Regions from separate parts of the Mus musculus genome. Here region 1 is linked to region 2. A link is a contact called in public promoter capture Hi-C data. All regions are on one chromosome and are shown on one strand. The core of a region is the stretch at or near the end of the contact, and the rest is flanking DNA. Distances in the headings are between cores, read along the strand shown.

Region 1 (3,142 bases), core at 246-2,745, 230 kb after region 2:
GCCTCATTCCCCCAGGGGACGCTGGGGACCCTGAGCCACTTTTCTGCCTGTCTCAGCCACTTCTCTCCATAATCCTCCGGAAAGGCATACTGCATTTTCCCTCGGAGCTGTGCCAGCTGCCTGGATTAAGTTTTAATTTAGTTCTTCTGGAGAGTGCAGCACATTACCGGGCTCCTCCCATTGCTCTTAAATAAGGATGCCGGGCTTCTGCTTTGAGAGGAGATCTTTGAGATGCGTTTTCTCCTATTATAGGGTAGACCCCTGGATACTCCTTATTCTGTGAGGCTTAGTGGGCTCCTCTGCTCTGACTTGGATCTAGAGTCCAAATAAGCTGTTGTATTTTATAAGATAAAACTTTTTTTTTTTTTTTTTTTTTGAGACAGGGTTTCTCTGTGTAGCCCCGGCTGTTCTGAAACTTGCTCTGTAGACCAGGCTAGTCTCAGACTCAGAGATCTGCCTGTCTCTGCCTCCCCAATGTTGGGATTAAAGGTGTGCACCACCACCACCTGGTAATAAAACATTCTTTTTTTCCTTTTTCTGGTGTTGAGGATTAAACCCAGGGGCTTGCACATACTAGACAGGTGCTCTGCACTGAGCCATTATTATAAAATTTGGATATTCCTTAGGTTTCCTTACAGGCAATCTATTTTATGGCATGATAAATCAAAATTTCATTCATTGTTTGTTGTTGTTGTTGCTTATATATGCCTATCATTTTTTAGTGAAATTCTATAACCTGAGATTTAATTAAATCTTATTTAATAAGATTGTATAACAAGATTTTACATTCAGCTCTCTGGGTTTTCTAGAAAGAACCAACATTTTTCTTTTTCTATTCTTACACCTGTCTTTTCGAACTGCGTAGGCCAGGTCTCTGACCAGTGCTACATTGTAGCGGGCACAGTCCTCATCTTTTCCCTAGTTCCAGTCTCTGCAGTGGGCCTCTAGAGCAGCCTCATTAGAGACATCTAATCAGGCCAAAGACACCTCATTATTATGAGGAACTGAGCTAGGCAGACATCATTGTAGAAGCCAGTTCAAGGTCCTGCCGGAGACAGACGGCAGGGCTGAGCTTGACCTTCGGACTGCTTGATGTCAAAGTCCCCAGGCTTTGTACAATGTGTGCTTTTCATTCCATGGCTCAACTTGCTCAACGTGAGCCTGATAGTGCAAGGTGTCATAAGAGATTCAAGAGTGACTGAGAGGGACGGATGAGAAGGGCTTGGGTGACAGAGTTTGTCTCGTGTGCTTTCTTTTGGCTGCCCTTCTCTTCAGCTCCACTCTATATACAAAGCAAGAAACCTTAGGAAACCAGAAGTTTCTCCTCTTAGATAACAATTTGTGACGACCTCTAAGCAGCGACCTTGTGCCTCCTTCCCTCCCCTGACCTACTGAAATACTATTCCAATTTTATTCATCTCTGTCCTTAGGAATTTCCCCCAGTACATGCTTCTCTGTGTCTAACCACACTGTGGTGTCCTACAAAGTTAGCTGGCAGAGTCACTGCCTCACAGTCTGCATTGCCAAACTAGATTTCAGAAATGGATCGATCTAAGTAAGGTATTACAAGTTTATAATCTTGGCACTTGGGAGGCTGAGACAGGAGGATTGCTGCAAGTTTGAGGCTAGCCTGGGCTACAAAGTAATTGCCAGTCTAGCCAGGACCCTGTATCAACAAATAAACAACAACAACAACAACACACACACACATAAAGTGCGTGCACATTAAACAAGAAAAGGGGGGGAAAAAGCAACGGAATTTTTTTTCCCTCAGAAAATATATTCAGGCTTTTGTAGACATTAAAACAGCCCAGGGTTCTGTCCTGCCCCTCTCCCCTTCTTTCAGAGACAACACAGCTTCCATGGTGAGAGAACTGGGACCTGAATGGCACCCTCAGGCTTCTAGCAGTTTCTCCAAACAGACTAATTTCCAGAGGATAGGCCAACTTTCCAAGGAAGAGAAAATAGGTCCATGACAAGCCCATTAAGAACCCCGATCCTCTGGCCCTTCAGTGATTTTGATTTCTTTTTCCCTATGCCTGTGGAGACCCCAGTATCCCCCTGCCACATCCCCATCTCTTCCCTGGGCAGTTTCTCCCTCTCCCTGGCTCAGCTCCCTCCTTTTGTGCTGACATTCACTACACAGGGTGCTTGCTCCTCTGCTGTTTTATCTGCAGCTGGGTACCGGGAGGTCTCTCAGCGCAAGCTTGTGTTTGGCTGTTAAGGACAAAGGGATCTGATACCGCTAGCAAAGGCAGTTACTGGCATCGCCCACTTGATAGGAAAAGTCCGAAGCACAGCGCAGGGAAACACAGAGCCACCTCCTGCTGGACCCCTGAGAGCCACCTCCTGCTGCACCAGGGGTCCATAGGGTCCTCTTTGATCTCAGAGGCCACTACCTGGGAATCTCTCCTCTTCTTTGGGTGGTTTTAAGGCTGAGGAATCAGAGTGAGGCTCAAAATCAAGGGGGAGAATGGGGAGGGAGGGAGGGAGGGTGGGTGTCTCTGTTCCTATCTAGTAGTTCACTGGTAAATACTTTAGAGGAAAATGGCTGCCATTTTGGATTTTGACCACCAGGAGCAGAAGCTGAAGTCGTGTCTGTTCTTCATGGCCGTTCTGTTGAGTATTTTATAGTAATCTATAGGCTATAGAGTTGCTGGATTATGTAGACATTATTAAAGCCAGATTATAGATGAAAAACTAAGGCTCATGCATTGCAGAAGCTTTTGTGAGCCAGTCCCAATATCTGCACACTGGGTTTTTGTTAGCCACTTGCAATATCTGCTCATTAGCTTTTGTAGCTGAACTTTCTGACCTTGATATTGAGATGCCTGGTCCCTCTTGATACATATGCACGGCAGATGCTGCTAAGAGGGAAAATATGGGATGTTCTAGGGGTTAATATGCCATGCATATTTGAAATCAAGATAGTTGTGGGGACTCCTAGAGGAATGAATGGCTGCCTCTTGTACAGGGCTGTAAGGCCCTGGATGTTTGAGGCTCTCCCTCACAACTCAGAGGAGTGTGGGCAGAACAGCTGCATCAGCCAGGACAGAGCTGCTGAGAACAGTGAAGAAACATCATGGGATGAAATGGGTGACTCCATGTGTGCCTCTGTTGGCATCACCCAACCACACATGGA
Region 2 (2,949 bases), core at 313-2,812:
TACTTAATATTATTGCATATATATGTGTGTGAATAAATATATAAGTACCATCTTCTGAGTCCATTTAATGTTGCTCGTATATATGTTCTTTAGGGCTGATCACTGGTATTGGAGAACAAGTTAGGGGACTCATCTCTCTAGAAGAATAATTCTTCTCTCAGTACCCATTAATTTCCTATAGCTCTTCATCTAGGCGCTAAGTCCCAGATTTCCACCACCAGCATTAATGTGCCATCTAGTTGTTGTCTTTGCCCTGGTCCTGCTTAGGCAGTCATAAATGTTGACATTTCACGAGTACAGCTTCCCTGTCATATAGAAGACACATATGGAAGGTATAGTCTTAAAGATGCTTGTTCTTCCTCTGGTTCTTATAGTCTTTGCCCTCTCTTCTTCAATGTTCCCCAAGCCTTCAGTGTGGGGGTCATGTTGTAACTGTATCAACTGGGGATGGGCTCCTCACAGTCAGTTGTTCTGTTCAGGTTGACCAGTTGTAGCTTCCTGCAGTGGTCTCTATCCACTGCAAAAGGAAGCTTCTTTGATGGGGAGGAGGAACTATATGTGGGTATATGGAGAATTATTTAGAATGTAGTGCTGGTCTAGTTAAAGTGGCTGTCATAGGTTCTCTAAGAACCAGAACCTCACTAGCCTTGTGTATTTGGCTAGATTTCCAGCACCAGGCATGAATGCCCTCATTGCTTTGTCTAACAAGAAAAGATCATGCTGGAGCAATGGCTCATCAGGAGCTGCTCTTGCAAAGAACCCAACTTCTGACGCTCACAACTGCCTGCACTCCAGGTCCAGGATGTCTGCTGATCTCCTCCTCGTCTCTGTGGGCACTGCATTCACTCGTGCAAGCCCACTCCCACTCACACATGTGACACGTAATTTTTAAATTCTTTTGAAATTAAATCTTTTAAAAAGGTTATTGTTTGAATTCCCTCATCTCTGGGTTTTAAACGTGCTTTGGTTGGTAGACCTCGCTCCTGACTTTTTAACAGTTCAATGATTCCTTGCATATCTGAAGATTTTTTTAGTTAAGATGCAACTAGGTGAGTTGCCCTGGCAAGTACTTAAATTTTGGTTGCCTTGGCCTCATGGTCTTGGATCTTGTGTTGGAGCATAGTTAAGATGCCCACAGACCAGTGGGGTCCTTTCAGGGCAGTGCCAGCTCCACTGGAGGCTGGAAGGAGTAACCTCCAATCAATGGCCATTTAAAATGTTCGTGTGTATGTGCCTGTGTCTCTGTGGGTTTATGTTCACCATATGTGTGCAGGGACCTGCAGAGGCTAGAGGGTGTTGGATCCTGAGGAACTGGAATTACAGGTGCTTGTAAGCTGCCTGAAGTAGGTTCTGGGAACTGAACCCAAGTCCTCTGCAAGAGCACTGAGTACTTTTAACTGCTAAGCCGTCTGTCTTGCCCTCTCAATGGCCATTTAACCCCACATCCAAGGCACACCCTGTAGTGAAAACCCTTTGTGTTGAGCGAGGGCTCTTTGCTCTGGTTGCTAGAAGCTTGCATGATTGATGACCTTAAGCCCTGGCAGCTGTGTGGGGTTTAAGTCTCTCTGTTACCCTCTACCCCTCTTGTGGCTTTTGATCTCAGGCTACACCAGTGTAGGTACATCAAGGACACTGGCATGCGGATCCTGGAGAGTTTCCTGGCAAAGTCCCATCCTTTTTGGCACTTGATCCCAGTCACATTGACCTCAGATCACTATCTTTGTTTCTAGAAACTTCAGACTGGCAGAAGTCCAGTCATCATCTTCTCACCTCTTCTTTCCCTTCCTCCGTGGACGCTAGTCCCTCACTGTCATTGTTCAATGTCCACAGAGAGCTGTTTCATACGTTCCCTCAGATTTTTAGCTGTTTGTGGAAGGAGGGTATGCCCTGCCCCAGGCACGCATTCATTCACCCAAGTGAGTCTGACTTTTAACAACATGTCTTGGCTCTCAATCTATGCTTGCTAAGAGGCTGTCGAAAGCTGACATCCTGCTACTAACCAGCAACCTCGAAATCTCTGATAAGGAACTTGTCACATTTTCAGAAAGCATCCTGCAGATGCAGTAAGATACACTGTTGGCAGTGATTTTGATATTTTTCAGGAAACATTAACTAAGACTTTGATTGTCTTTGACATTAATTTCAAGTGTCAAAACATAATTTGTTTTACTGTATTTCTATGTGTCAGGTCAGGGTGCATGTGAATAGACACACATGCACACACACACACACACACCACACACATGCGTGCATATGGAGGCTGGAGGTAAACTGGAGGTGAATGTTGAATACTGTTCTCTACTGCTCTCCACCTTCGTTTTTGAGACAGGGTCTCTCAAACCTAAAAGGCATTTGGCCTGGCCACCCAGGAACCCTGGGGATCCTCCCATCTTTGCTTCCCCAGCCTTAGGATTACTAGTGCACATCACTATACCTAGCCTTCTCCGTGGGTGCTGGGATCCAACCTCAGGCTCCTGTGCTTGTACTGCAAACACTTTCCCAACTGAACCACCTTCCTGACCCCCAAACCATGCTTAAAAAATACACAAAATCATCCCTTGTCCTTTCTTGTTATTATGTGAGTCATTTCTATTGAGCATTGATGCGATTGTGTGTGTCTGTGTGTTCTTATATTATTGCTTGGATGGTATTTAGGCAGATTTTTTTTTTTTGCTCAAACTATAATTGAATTAGTTATCTCTTGTGTAAAATAATCAGATTATAAGGAGACAAGTCAAACTAACCTGGTATAATTATTTTAGGAGTACATTATTTTTATTTTGAAAGTGTGTGTGTGTATGTGTGTGTAAGTGTGTGTGTGCAATGCATGTACACTCACATGTATACGCATATGGAGTCTGTAGTTTGACACCAGGTATCTTTTTCCATCACTCTCCCCTGTATTTTTTGAGAGAGGGTCTCTTGAGGAACCTGAAGTTGACTGTTGCA

What was found. Promoter capture Hi-C pulls out the DNA fragments that hold promoters and counts their contacts.
Region 1: a contact with region 2 is called in a promoter capture Hi-C map of liver, with 2.4 times the contacts expected there. The contact joins two enhancer-like sites. A contact is called at or near these places in 3 of 39 promoter capture datasets (liver, stem cell-derived epiblast-like cells and trophoblast stem cells), 1 of 484 Hi-C or Micro-C datasets (the HPC-7 cell line) and 1 of 115 datasets of contacts at active chromatin or transcription factors (bone marrow-derived macrophages).

What each region holds. Positions count from the first base shown.
Region 1 is chr9:103,474,501-103,477,642 of GRCm38.p6, forward strand. The region is part of intron 1 of Bfsp2 (beaded filament structural protein 2, phakinin); the gene reads right to left. All of the region lies in intron 2 of Gm16252 (a long non-coding RNA gene), which reads left to right. Among named protein-coding and RNA genes, the nearest start is that of Gm16252, 4.0 kb to the left of the region's middle. Within about 2 kb of position 1,496, at least 9 of the 459 cell types and tissues checked have an H3K27ac peak or open chromatin away from gene starts, as enhancers often do. A contact at or near this core is called in liver, where this site is marked.
Region 2 is chr9:103,247,174-103,250,122 of GRCm38.p6, forward strand. No RefSeq gene overlaps it. Among named protein-coding and RNA genes, the nearest start is that of Gm31701, 12 kb to the right of the region's middle. Within about 2 kb of position 1,563, at least 3 of the 459 cell types and tissues checked have an H3K27ac peak or open chromatin away from gene starts, as enhancers often do. A contact at or near this core is called in liver, where this site is marked.